2 separate regions of the Rattus norvegicus genome follow, and region 1 is linked to region 2. Evidence: chromatin contacts called from public Hi-C data. All regions are on one chromosome and are shown on one strand. Each heading gives the region's core, a stretch centred on a gene start, on an enhancer-like site or on the middle of the called end of the contact. The rest is flanking DNA. Distances are from core to core; before and after follow the strand shown.

Region 1 (6,503 bases), core at 1,294-3,793, 230 kb before region 2:
AGTGTGCTGAGCAGATGGAGTTGTAGGGGTCTCAGCTGTGTTGACTGTTCTGATTTCAACACCCACTTTGTCTTCAAACCCCTATATTCAATGTCTAGGACCCCTGCCTAGTGACTCAGTGATGGTACAGCAGTGTCTCCAAGGAAAGCCCCAAGCTGCCCTCAGTTTCCCTCCTGGAACCCACCTCCCTCCTCACTCTGTTACCTACCCCACCATCCAGAAACCATCTCTTCCCATCCGGATACAGTCATTCTTCCTTGACCCCTGAATTCTCCTCCTCTAGTTTGTTTTGCTTCTCCCTTCTGTCTTTCCTCAGAGACGTACAGAGAACCTCACCTGTGTCATGCCCACAGCCTCTCCTGCAGTCTCTAGTATGCCTCTTCTGCTGCCAGATTCAGCCCTTTCCCAGTTTTGTCCTGGCTGCCAAGCTCCAACTCTACTCTAAGGGACACTTTAATATCCTCACAGCACTTGAGAGTGCCACAGCCACCCGAACACTAGATAGGGAATATCTAATATCAATCTGCCTCCTCAGCACATACAAAATTTCTTTGTATATGTTAGATTTTAACATCGTATTTGTTACTGACTCAGAAACTTTTGTGGTGTCTGCTCCTTTGCCCTCCCCCAGGGCTGTAATCTTAGCAACCGCTCCCATCCATGTCTCCTTCATTTCCTTTTATAACACGGAGCTATGCTTCACTAGAAAGACACTTTCTTTGAAATAGGAAGGATTGGGTAGGCACTTCTTGTGAGCCCCGAGTCACGTTTGCAGTCTTGTCCCAGTGTGACTCAAGAACTCTGTGTCCAGAGCCAATGGACCTTTGAAGCTATACAGACAGCCCCATCTCCCTTAATTCAATAGAACCCCAAATCCCTGAAGTAACTTGTCTCAACTAAGACTAACCCCAGTGCATCTCCTGAGGCACTGGTTCAGTGAGAAGCCCCATGAGAAGCAAGATCTCAGACCACTAGGCAACTGCTATTGCTATACCAGGCTACATCTCTTCTACCTCCTGTACTCCCGGAGTGAAGCTAGGAGCTAATGCTGAAGCAGAAAGCGGGGAACAGAGCCCAGAAATACCAAGTCTGTATCAATGTCCTTTCCATAAGGAAGTACATTGGGCTTCCTTTGGCAGAATGTTACATACCTCACCCACACAGGCTGGGTAGACATGGTTTCATCTTTAGCATCCCCGCCACACATCTCCAAGTGAACCTGGCTGGCCTAACTCAACTTGTGCATCCCATTCTCTAGGCTACGTATTGCCAGATAGTCTGTGACATGGACACTGTATGGAAATCAGGACTTTTGCTGGGACTGCTAAACACTGGCCAATGAACCTGGGCACTCATGGTGGAAAACTGATCAAACACCATGACAGAAAGGGAGGGCAGAAAAGCAAAAGGATCTTCATTTGGATCCTGGATAAAACCTGGTTTGAAACCAACCTTATCTTTGAATGTTTTATGCATATATAAAATCCACTATACACACCTATAACCTCAGCACTTGGTTGTCCTCAGCACAGAGACAGGAGGATTGGGAATACCAAGAGTTTCATTTGGTACACAGTAACTCCAAGGCTGTTGGAGTCTCCAGGTGATTTTTAAGAATTCCACTGCATCTAACTCCTATGTACATGTGGCCTGAGCAAGATGTCTGTCTCTGTTGCTTTCGTATATTACAGTTCTGGGACAGTTTCTCCCTACTACAGAAGCTAATTCATCTGGACTTGCATAAAACTAAAATATTAGCATAATTATGCTTTCAACTCGGAGGGATAAAACAGTATAGAGTATAGAATAATCTTTTAATTACCTAATCTCCAAGACTTCAACCTTTAAAAACTGATGAAGAGAATGGGGAAGATAACACTTAAATATTAATCTTAAAAGTATAATAATTTATACTTTACTCTTAATTTTTAATGATATATTCTGCTAATGTCATATGAATATGTATTTGTCATTTTCATATAGCTGTAATTTACTAGTTACACTTAGAGGGGTTCTCTGTTACCTAGGACTTTTGACAAATACTGTAAGTTTGCATTAGTCTTCATTGTCTTAATGTATATGCAAGGTCAAAATAATTTTTATTCAATTAGATATTTTTTTGAAGCAAGTTGCAGAAAAACTCAATTGGTCATAAAGATGGTTAACATTTCATGTCTGTAGAAGTTGAGGCTGAGGATTGATTGATGTAGCTCAAGGTTGTCATTGAGGATCCAGGGTTTTCCATTTCCCCAACTTGCACTTCTTGGTGCTGATTTCCTTCTCAGGCATATCATAAGAAGAATACCGCACCTCCAAGAACCATGTCTAACTCTGTGCTCAGAGTTAGAGGCTAATTGGCTTCTGTGTACGTCTTCTTGGAGAGAGGTGTCTATCTTTCCCAAAGCTCCCAAGGAAAAATTTCCACTCATCTTAGAAGCCAGAATTGAGTCCTGTGAGCATTTTCAAGCCAGTCTCTGACCTGGAGTATGAGTCAGGAGAGTGGGTGGAATAGCTGTGGTCATCACAGGCCATGATGTCCCCGTGGACTGATTCACTGGCATAAATGACATTTCTGGAAGCAGCTCGATTTCGGCAACTCAGAACTGCTGGGTGAAGAGATGAGGATTTTTATTGTTCCCTTACTGTGTCGGTAACATATTCTTTAATTTGGTAAAACCGCATCATCAGCAGCCCTCATGACTAATGCTATGACTTATCTCTTTCAGATGTCCTTAGTGTTGGGTTTCACTGAGAAGTCTTCAGCTGTGAGGGTGACTGAAGAGTTCCCCAGAGATTTGCATTTGCTCCTTCAGAGGGTAGCACTCCCTGGCACCACAGGCCAGCAGAATGCTGAAGTTTCAAACCTCCGAGTGAACTTGGCATCGCTCACCTCAGTCTCAGATACAGCAGAGATGGGAGTGGGGACCATCTCAACCGAAAGTGAATGCAAATTACCCCGAGACTTAACTGCTCCAGATGGAACCCACAGGAGGCCCTTAGCATGGACCGGTCCCAGAGGCTGCTGGCCAAATGCAAGGAATCCCAGCGCTTGAGCACAGTCCTTGGAGAGCACTTGAGCACAAATTATTTTTATGACCACAAGTAATGATTGAGTTAGAGGCATTAGAACATTTAAAGTGATATTCACATGTAAAAATCTCCAACCATGTATCTCTAAAGAAAATAAGGTTGGAGTAAAGCAAACCACATTTTGTTTATCACAAAAATTTTAACAGCAGACTTATCAGCCAATTGTTGGAGAAGTGAAATAGTCTTTAGTGGTAATTTTTGTCCTGACCATTGACTTTCTCTCAATAGTAGAGCAGGCTTCAAAGTGTTAGTGTGTTATTTACTATAGAGTGGTCAAGGGTGCTCTGAGGAGGTCTAAGGATGCCCTGGAGTCTACACAATGTATGCCTGTCACTGTTCCTGAGGCAGAGCTCACGGCATTCATGATACCATCAGGAGCGCCCAGGCATCTCTTACTTCTCTCAAAATGTTTTCATCATGACTCTCTTCTGCCTTTGTCGTACTTGCTGGTTCACCTTCTTTCTCTAACTGTTCATTGAATTTTGGCTTGGACTACCCTTCCTAAGGATACACTTCTGCTGATTTAAATGCTATTTCTCCTGCTTCATGCAAGGAGAATAAGGGACCAGGATACTTCAGTTGATGCTATAAGATATTGAACTACATTGAAAAAATAGTTCATTTATTCTTTGGCTTACAAAACACTTCAGGATTTTTGTATCGAATTGAAGTTTCATTCATTTTCATTCCCCAAAACAGTAAACAAGGGGTTACTGTGAAGTTTCTTTTTTCTTTCATTCTTCCTTCTCCTCCTCCTCTCCCTCCTCCTTTCCTTTTCCCCCTCTTCCTCTTCCTCTTCCTCTTCTGCTTCTTCTTCCTCCTCCTCCTCCAAAGGCTGATGATTGAACTTGGAGGCTTCCACTTTTATATCCTGGGGAAACATTCTACTGCCAAGCCATGTTCCTAGCTGTGGAGTTTGGTTGCCTTTGTGAAGTACAGTGAGTGGAATTAAAGGAGCTTCCAGTGTCGAAAAGAAACGACTTCCATCCTGTGTGTGTCTCGCCAATACAGTTACATCTCTAATTTTAGGAAGACTGAGATAATTCTACATATGCGTTTTCTCTAGGTCCATAGATGCTCAGTATTCACAAGGATGCTCTTCTTGAATTCAGGGATGGTGGGATTTCAGGTGCTTGTCTTACTTTTAGAACTACCTGATAACATTTTTATATATTCCAGTGGGAGATACCAAGGTACACAAACAATATGGCACAAGTGTAGATCTGGTGTATTAGAAACACACAAGATATGTGGAAAATAGGATGATATGGAATATGAGGAAACAGAGTGGTGATAAGGACAGATCTACTGGCTACATCGCAGTGAGTAAGCATTGACTAAGTGTGTCAGCTAAGTGCAGTGTGATGGAGACTTCCCCTCACTTATGAAGATGAGATCATCTAAGGAACAGGGATGATATATTCAGTTGTCAGAAAGACAATGCTAGATTTCTATCAGAAGATGCTGGGCCAGAGAGATGGCTCAGAGGTTAGAAGTGCTGCCTGTTTTCCCAGAGGTCCTGGGTTCAATTGCCAGCAACCAATCACTTGGTGGCTCACGACCATCTGTAATAAAATCTGGTGTTGAGGCATATGTGTAAGCAGAACACTATATACATAGTAAATAAAGTTTTTTTTGTTTCATTTTGTTTTTTGTTTTTGTTTGTTTTTTTTTTTGAAAAGAAAAGAAAGAAGATGCCATCTGTGTGGAATAGAGCCAGAAAAAAAAATCCATTAAATACAGACTGAGTGCTTGACAACATCCTCGGAATGTGCAGACAAGCCCACAGCTATGAAGTTATGAAGAGTCTTGCTTTCTTTACCTTCTGAACATTGCTATGTCTGGTCTTTGAGTGATATATGTGGACACATTAAGGTTTGTGGAGCTGTAGCAACAGAGGATTGACTATTTCCCCTTGATTCTTCCAGATACCCAAAAGGAAGTCTTTACATAGGACAACTGTGGTCAGCCTGGAGCATAGACACAGGGTGGGATTCAGAGCTTGAGATAACAGTGCAGAGAGATTCTTAGGACACAGGCAGGGATGGTTTCTTTTCCCTTAGGGTGTTCAGTGGCCCATCTACACAAGAGAGCAGTTCGAGAGTTCTCTCCTTCTCTGGGTCTCTCTCCTCTCTCTCTGTCTGTTTCTGTGAATTGCATAACAGAGTAGGTACTAGTCAATAACAGAAATGTGCATCTGGGAGATTTTGCCTCCCCGTCCACATTTCCATACAAGTCTCTGAATTTAATCCTCTCCTCTCCTTACTCATGTTGTTCTCTTTCCACTTAATTCAGTTAATGGCTTTGGCTTGTATTTGCTTTTCAATACATTTCTCCCCTTTGAATCCCTCCTCCTGATCACCGTCTATTTCTCTTTAGTTTCTTGTTTCTCTTCTTTAACCACGTTTTCCAAACTCCCTCTCATTTATTCAGTGAAGCCAGTTTTAATAATATTTTCTGTCATTTCATTCATGCAGAATCTTTTTTAATGCAATGAAGAGAGCTGAGAGTTCTACTTTATAAATCCCTCTCCACAGAGTAACCAGGATTGCCAGCGAAGAAGTCGAAAACAAAGTGCAGTTTGATTGATGGGTAGGATTCAGGCTGTAGGGAAACTGCGCTGTGTAAAGTGTGGGGCTGAAAGCAATGTGTTTATGCATACACAAGTTTTAATAAATATTCCTACCACATCTTAAAAACTGTTCAACTTACTTTTGAAACTAAGAGGTATTAACATGGAGAGAGGGTGAACCTGAATTGCCATTTGGATAGGCAGAGAGAACCAAACCTAAGGAGACTTAGGTGCCTGTGGCTGATAATGCATAAAGAATAGGGGTGTGAGGAAAAGAATGGAATTCTAGTTTGCCCAACATGGTGAGTGCAGGAAACAATGGGCGATTTGCTTCCAGACCAGTCTGGATTAGGCTATGTTTACAGCTGAGAATGTCAACAAGGAAACCAAGTCCAGTTCACTCAGCAAGGGCAAGACAGCATATTTTTGTTACACTGACTGAAAACTATGCATAAAAATTGCAAGATTATTTGGTATTTAAATTCAAATGTGAACTCAGTTACAAACCTCTAAAGATGTATTTAATTTTACAGTTCCTCTTAATGTTGGCATCTTGTAGCAGGACTTTGCACTTTCACTGGCTGTGCCTAATTTTTAACCTATCAGCCTTCATACCTATTCAGCGAAGTAAACAGCTAGGCAGGTCACGCAAGAAAGGCAGTGCAATGTTTCTAGACTGTTCTATGCCCCCTACCCCGGAGGGGAGGGCTGATTCTGACAGCATGGATTATAAATGTTTTCAAGTAATTAAAACCTGACTCTCTATACTTGATCTATGCTGTTTCCAAATGTCTAATTGTTTGCACAACTTTAAAATAAGGGGGTGGAGAGCTGGGGAGGC
Region 2 (6,690 bases), core at 3,053-5,552:
TTCTTCAGGCTGTGATATTTTAGATCAGGTATAAAAAGATACAGGGATTTCGCATCCTGTAGCAGTGTGTGAGGAGTGTGGGTCAATAAATGAGATAAATGACCCCCTCTGAAAACACTGACTGACACAGAGCAGGTCTATCGGGAGATGGGTTGACTGGGATGAGATAGGATGGGTATTTACTGGAGCCCAAATTTTCTTCTGGATATATTGCAGGTTCCTGATCCCTTAGTTTGAGGGAGTAAAGAAGGAAGAGGGGCTTGCATTCATTTGACCCAGAAACCATACCTCTCTTCAGCACCAAGGAGGCGCAAGCCTGTGTGGAGAAATCAAGTTTGGAAAGGAAACTCGCAGGATGTATTGTCAGAGCTGAGCTGAGCAGGTTCTTGGGTTCATTGATTGGAGTCTTTGTCTTACCTAATTGAAACTGAGAGGAGACTCTTCTTTTTTTATGTTTAGGAGACAGTAAAAGAAATGGGAGTTGGTGTGGGCTGAGAGACAGTAACAGAAGCCAGCTGAAAGGAATCCCACCTTAGGCTCTTTCTGCTCCCTCTGGGTTTGCAGCTGTGTGGTAGGAGGGTAAGTGCAGTCTTGCAGTCAGGCCAGCTCCGATTTACCCTTGGAAGCCTTGGTAAACTTATGCGGATTATGACTTGTTTTGCATTAATCCAGATTAGAGGGAGAAGCAAAGAAGCCTTGTACCCAGAATGAAGAAAGGCCAAGATCCAAAAGCAGAGAGCTCTGTAACCTGGTAAATTGTGGGAGGTGTTGATGTTCACGGTCCTGAATTAAGAGCCAGCATCTCCTTCTGATATCCAGTTACAAAGTGCGAAATCATCCTTCTTTCTTGCTCTCCTGGTCTAACAATGCTCACCCCATAGCCTCTCCTGTTTCTGTGTTTCTCACTCAGTTAATTAAACTTAGTTAATATTAAAATACCTTTTGTATTACAAATGTAGAAAAGGATCCAGAGCCCACTCCAAGTGTCCAGTTCAGCTAACTGCTCACTTTCTTGTTTCAGTATCTTGTTTTCTATTGCAAGAAACCAAACAGTGCAAGCAATCAAACACAAAGGCTAGAATATTTTACAGTGATTGTGTGTGTGTGGTGGGGCATGGAATGGCTGATAGTACACAATAAAGTCTGGACAGGTCAGTCTACTCCTTTTAGGAAACCACCAGATGTTTATAAAAATAGGCTAAAAAGCATCATGGAGACAAAGAGAATTTTTCTTTCATTATTTTTCTTTTAAGAAAAATGTTTCTGAACTGCCTCCAGAAAAGCAGAGAGCAGATATCCATTTAAAAAAGTCTACCCTTTCATTCACACCCCCTCCCCAACACACACACACACACACACACACACACACACACACACACACACGCACACACACACACACACACACACACACACACACACACACCCCTTGCCTGTTCTGCGGGACCTGATTCCAGCATACATCACCCCCTCCCCCCAAATCTGGACACTCCAGGATTTTCTGCCTCTCCTTTTGCTCAGTAGGAGGGTAAGTTCTTAAGTGAAGCCTTGCAGCCCAGCCAGCTCTGACTTACCCTTCGAAGCCTTGGTAAATGAAGTCACTCCAACCCCAGAGTGACTTTCATTTAAAATAGTGTTTGGCATGTGCGGGGAGAGGCCCGACTGCAAACTCTTTCAGTTTTAATCCTTCTTTAATGTAGGTCATACAACATGAAACAATATTTTCTCTTCACGAGTTATAGGCACACACTCCTACGTGTTTACATATGCTCAGGTGGACATGCACACACATACCAATACATGTACCGGGAGATCATAGGCACCTATAGACTTGCACTTACAGACCCCAGGATTTGGAGGTTCCCGGGTGGGGCAAGCAGAGCGGCTGTGTATTTTCATCACTCTCTTCATTGGAACACCAGGATTTGGCCTTTTCTTAAGCACACACTTGCTGCCCGGTGGAGACAGGCCTTGGCAAACGAAGGCTTCCCTGAAACCCCTTTCCTTGACTTCTCAGCAGACTGAGGTCTAGTTTCGCTACCTAGCACGGGATGAGGTTCTCTGACAGTTACTAAGGAACACAGGTAGTGCTCTGTGTACACAGTTTGCAGTCCAATGGGGGGAACCAGCTTATCCTTGGTCCTGGAGCCGGAGAGGGATTCAAGCAGTCGGACCAGTACTAAGGGAGCTAGCGCCCTCATTCTGCCTCTGCGCTCTGCGCATACTTGTATACATTGGGACTGCTTTTATTTTTTTCTTGCCAGTTTGTAATATCGCTTTCCAGTTTGTTATATGAACCCAAGTCAAATTTTGTAGCCTGAGGCTCCAGCTGCCAGGGGTAAAGTTGGAAGAAGATGCAGAGGGACCACGGACGGCTTGGGACCCTGTGATCCCCGGACACCCTAGAAGGCCTATTTAAACATCTCAAGCCAGTTTGGACTGCGTGGCATTTAAAGGGACATGATCCTAACTACAAAGTAGGCTTCCGGTCTGGAAATCCCAGAGGTTTCTTGGAACCAGCCGCTCAGCCTCCTCCTGCGGTCCAGCAGGCCAGAAACCTTTTAGTGACTCCACCCCCGGGGCCATAGAATTTATGAATCTCCCAGGCTGCAAGCCGGGCTTGCTTGGAAAACCACTCCATTGCAGGATCCATAAGGGCCCAGGGCTGGGGCCCGGCGCTCTAGTTTAGCGGGCAGGGGACTGAAGACAGCTTCGCACGCGCTTCGGGAGCTTCACGCAGGGCCAGGAGCTGCGTGTGTAAACTCCACAGACATTTGAATCCCACTACACCCTAGACTATCCCTACCAACCCAAACTTTCCAGGCCGCTTCCTCACGCTTTCCGGTTGACTCCCCGCTTTAGGCCAAACTTCACTAACCGGGTTGAACTTACTCTTTAGGACACAACACCATCCTGCACAGTGCTGAGTTTGCGAGATTCTCCGGATAGTTCCAAGTCAGTGACACAGGCTCCCAATCCCCCCGAATAAAACAAGGTCTTCCAATTGAACGCATTTCTCAGTCACTTAAAATTTGCATCCGCAACAAGGATATTACTAAGTCCTTTATGGCCCGGGTCCACATGCGCTTCTAGGCACCCTCGCTTGGTTCCATCTTTTCTCAGCAGTTGAGCCCTGAAGGAATTGCGGGTTTCCTTAATCTACGATTTAAAAACAAACTACTGGCTCCAGGGGTGACACTACTTTCAGAAGCCATTTTCCTGAATGTTGAAGAGAAGCCAGAAAAAAGTTGAGCATTACAGTGTTTACATGAACATCGAATACGGGAGGAAAGGCAAAATGAAACAAAACGAATCGCTCGTGGCATATTTTATACTAAAGGTTCGTGTAGTGAATTTTATTCTACAAGAGATTTTTGTGTTCACATCAAACCCATATCCTGTTAATCCTAAGAAAGTGTTGAGTTTAAACAACAGAACTGCATATACATGTTTGCAGTCGTTCAATTTCAAATTCTGCTTTCTTTCGAGTTTATTTCAAAGAAATACACCGATTCTTAAAGGCCCAATATGAATATGAAGCTATTTTAACATACAGAAAATTCATAAAAAACATACAAAAATTCATAAAGCATGCTTTACTTGGTGAAGTTTTGAAGATAAACCTATATCATTAAAAACAGAATTAAAATCCCACGACTACGTCTTAAAACAATTACTCCGAGGGCGTCTCTAGAAAGGAGACACCTTTCCTGGATAGTTTATATGAAGGATTGAGAGATACTATAATGATTACTTTTAAATTAAAAAAATAAAATATGCTTAAAGTCATCTAACCTAAGAAAAAGCTACGGAGTAAGCTTGAAGCCCGGGGTCACTCTTTACGCACAGTGGGCATCAATAAGCACAGGGATTTTTAAATGAGATGTGACAAATATGTTTGACAAATATGCTGTGAGTTCTTGCCCCCTTCAAATGTACTTTGTAGCCCAGGGATAGGGATGTGGGATCAGAGATTTAGGGGTCCTTGAAAGATCCTCTCTACTGCTAATTGTGGTTCTTTTTTCTCCGTTAAACCAGGAGGCTCAGCCTTTCCTGGTTCTGATGAGAGGCAGGGTCTGAACTGGGTTGGTGGGTGTCTTCAAAAGAGGGTTCAGCTTTCAAGAGGCTGGCACAGACGAGCCAGATGGCGGCGCTTTTCTGTCCGAGATTTTCCGACCTTGTAAGGAAGTGGGCGCGGGCTGAGCGGAGTCCTTCTTCTGATTGGTGAGCTGTCTCGGTGATGGACAGCTCCATAGGACCGGCCCCCGCCGCTTTATTGACACTAATGAGCAAGTTCTTCCCACCGCTCTCCTGCCTGGAAGTGCTGACAGATCAAGGCAACAAATTTCAATTACAATCCCTAATTTGTGTCCGCAGAGTGTTTTTTTTCCCCCGTGTTAGTCCTCTCGGGCGCATCAGTCGAGGCAGATCTTGGAGCAGCAAGAGGAGGTGGAGGGTTTGGGAGTCAAAAAGTGCACCACTGAGCTCGAAGGAGAGACAGAGGGAAGGAAACTTGGCGGCCGCGTTCCTGCTTCCTCGGATCCCAACGCCGGAGAGAAAGAGGAAACGGCAAATTTGTTTTTGCCCGCGGCTAGGAAGGGAACAGATCTCGGGAGGCTTCGGGAGCTGCGGAGCGTTTGGTGGGGCCAGGAGGGCGAACGCGTGCGTGCGCCCCAGCCGCGGGTATATGAGAGAGGGGCGGGCGGGCTCGGGGCGGCGGGGATGGCGGAGAAGCGGAGGGGCTCACCGTGCAGCATGCTAAGCCTCAAGGCGCATGCCTTCTCGGTGGAGGCACTGATCGGCGCCGAAAAGCAGCAACAGCTTCAAAAGAAGCGGAGAAAGCTGGCCACGGAAGAGGCGGCCGGGGCGGTGGACGACGCAGGCTGCAGCCGTGGCGGAGGCGCGAGAGAACACCGCTGCACCGAGGCCGACGAAGACCCGGCTCCCCCGCCGCCCGCAGCCGGGTCGGCGTCCGGGCCGGCGCGGAGCTGCACGGACGCCGAACGGAGCTGTGCTTCCCGCGGACCCGCGGGTGAGTCGACCCCTTCCCGCCCCAGCGGCTTCCCGGTGCGTCCCCGCCCGGATCCCGCGAACCTGAGCTTCGCCCGGTCCTCCCCGGCCTCAGCCGCCGAGCCCCGGAGGTCAGACACTGACCCGTCGGCCCAGCGCACCGTCAATCCGCGGCTCTCAGCCGGGCCCGGCGGGCTGCCGACGTCCTTGTCCCTGCGCCCCGGAGGGTTCGAGCCCAGGGGTGCTGCTGCTTTTCGCTTCTCTTAAGTTTTAGGAGCCCCCGTGGTTCGTGCGGGAGGGCGCGGGCTAAAGCGCGGAAACCGCATCAGATGCCCCGAAGCTGGGTGCGCCAACCCGGGAGGCGGCAGCGAGCTCGCCCACACTCTTTGCCCTCCGGAATGCGGAGCGCTGCTCCGCCCGAGCCCAGGCGCCCGGGGGCTGGCTTTTCTCACTCTGTATCCGTTGTGCGGCGAGGCCTGGAGAGCCAGCAGCTGGGAGGATTGGTGGGAGCGGGATTTGGGGAACTTTCCAGAAGGTGCCTCGCTTCAGGCCCGGAGGCCAGACGGCCGCCTGGGGCGAAGGGAGGAATAGGTGACCGGAGCAGATCGGGGCAGAGGCAGCGGCGGGATCTGAGCCCCGAAATAGTGCGCTCGGGACCGGTCCCAGATTCCGTAGCGTTTGCTGCGCAGGGAGTCCGCGGACCTGGCTCTGCGACATGCGGACTTGGTGGGACCCTAGAGGCCTCAAGGCAGCTCTGATCGCCCGGCGCTGCTGGACTGCAGGCAGCTGTCCTCGGGCCTGGCCCTGAGTTGATTCTCCAGGCCGCTCTCGCCCTCACTGCTTCCCTGTCTCTGCCCTCTGCTGTCCAGGCAGCTGTGAGGACGGTTTCTTGCAGGGCGCTTCCCCGCTGGCGTCCCCGGGAGGTTCCCCGAAAGGGTCTCCGGTACCTGGCCTGGCACGGCCGGGGACCCCGCTGCCCGCGCCACAGGCCCCAAGAGTGGATCTGCAAGGAGCAGAACTCTGGAAACGCTTTCACGAAATAGGCACCGAGATGATCATCACCAAAGCCGGCAGGTAAGTTTGAGTCTCCAGGTCTCCTGGGACTCTGGCCTCACCCTACCCTTCGCCTGGCCGCAGCCGTGACCCACCCCACAAAGCCCCAGACAGTAGCTCCCTGTCTAAATCTTCATTGCTTTCTTTCCAGACAGTGCTGTCGATGAAGGGCGCATTCCGGCCCGGTCTTGTTAAAGTCAGAGAGATCTTTTGTCAAGATGGGTGCTACAGCCTTAGCGAGCCAGGATCCATGCTCTGAGTGAGGGAGTGAGACCTAGTTACTTGTGTACCTCAGTCTATGCATTTACTTAGGCTCTAGTTATCAGTTCTGAACTAGGTAATAGATGACCCCTCCCGCTTTAGTTATATTTTAAATATATATTTTTTAGCACACTCTGATTTTTTTTTATAAAATTTCTAACTTCTAGATTAGGAAGCACCATGAGCCCAAGGGTGTATTGTGCTATTCTGATGTTAGGCTACCGTGAAAGGTCACCATGGTCGTGTTTAATCATGTATTGCGATAAGAATCATTACTCTGAGTTTTAAAACTGTAGACAACACACACACACACACACACACACACACACACACACACACACACACACACACACGAAATCAGCCCCACTA

What was found. A called contact is a pair of places that touch in the nucleus more often than the background predicts.
Region 1: a Hi-C map of the Rat2 cell line shows a contact between it and region 2, with 4 times the contacts expected there. The contact joins the enhancer-like site here to the promoter of Tbx18 in region 2. A contact is called at or near these places in 3 of 12 Hi-C or Micro-C datasets (the A7r5 cell line, the Rat2 cell line and psoas muscle).

The regions. Positions count from the first base shown.
Region 1 is chr8:97,787,426-97,793,928 of GRCr8, reverse strand. It overlaps LOC108351758 (a long non-coding RNA gene), which reads left to right. Exons shown (of 4, transcript XR_010054444.1): 4 at 2,727-5,789. Among named protein-coding and RNA genes, the nearest start is that of Tbx18, 230 kb to the right of the region's middle. Within about 2 kb of position 2,543, at least 8 of the 93 cell types and tissues checked have an H3K27ac peak or open chromatin away from gene starts, as enhancers often do.
Region 2 is chr8:97,557,577-97,564,266 of GRCr8, reverse strand. Tbx18 (T-box transcription factor 18) reads left to right here and starts at 4,302. Exons shown (of 8, transcript NM_001108173.1): 1 at 4,302-5,029; 2 at 5,877-6,081. The coding sequence starts at 4,720.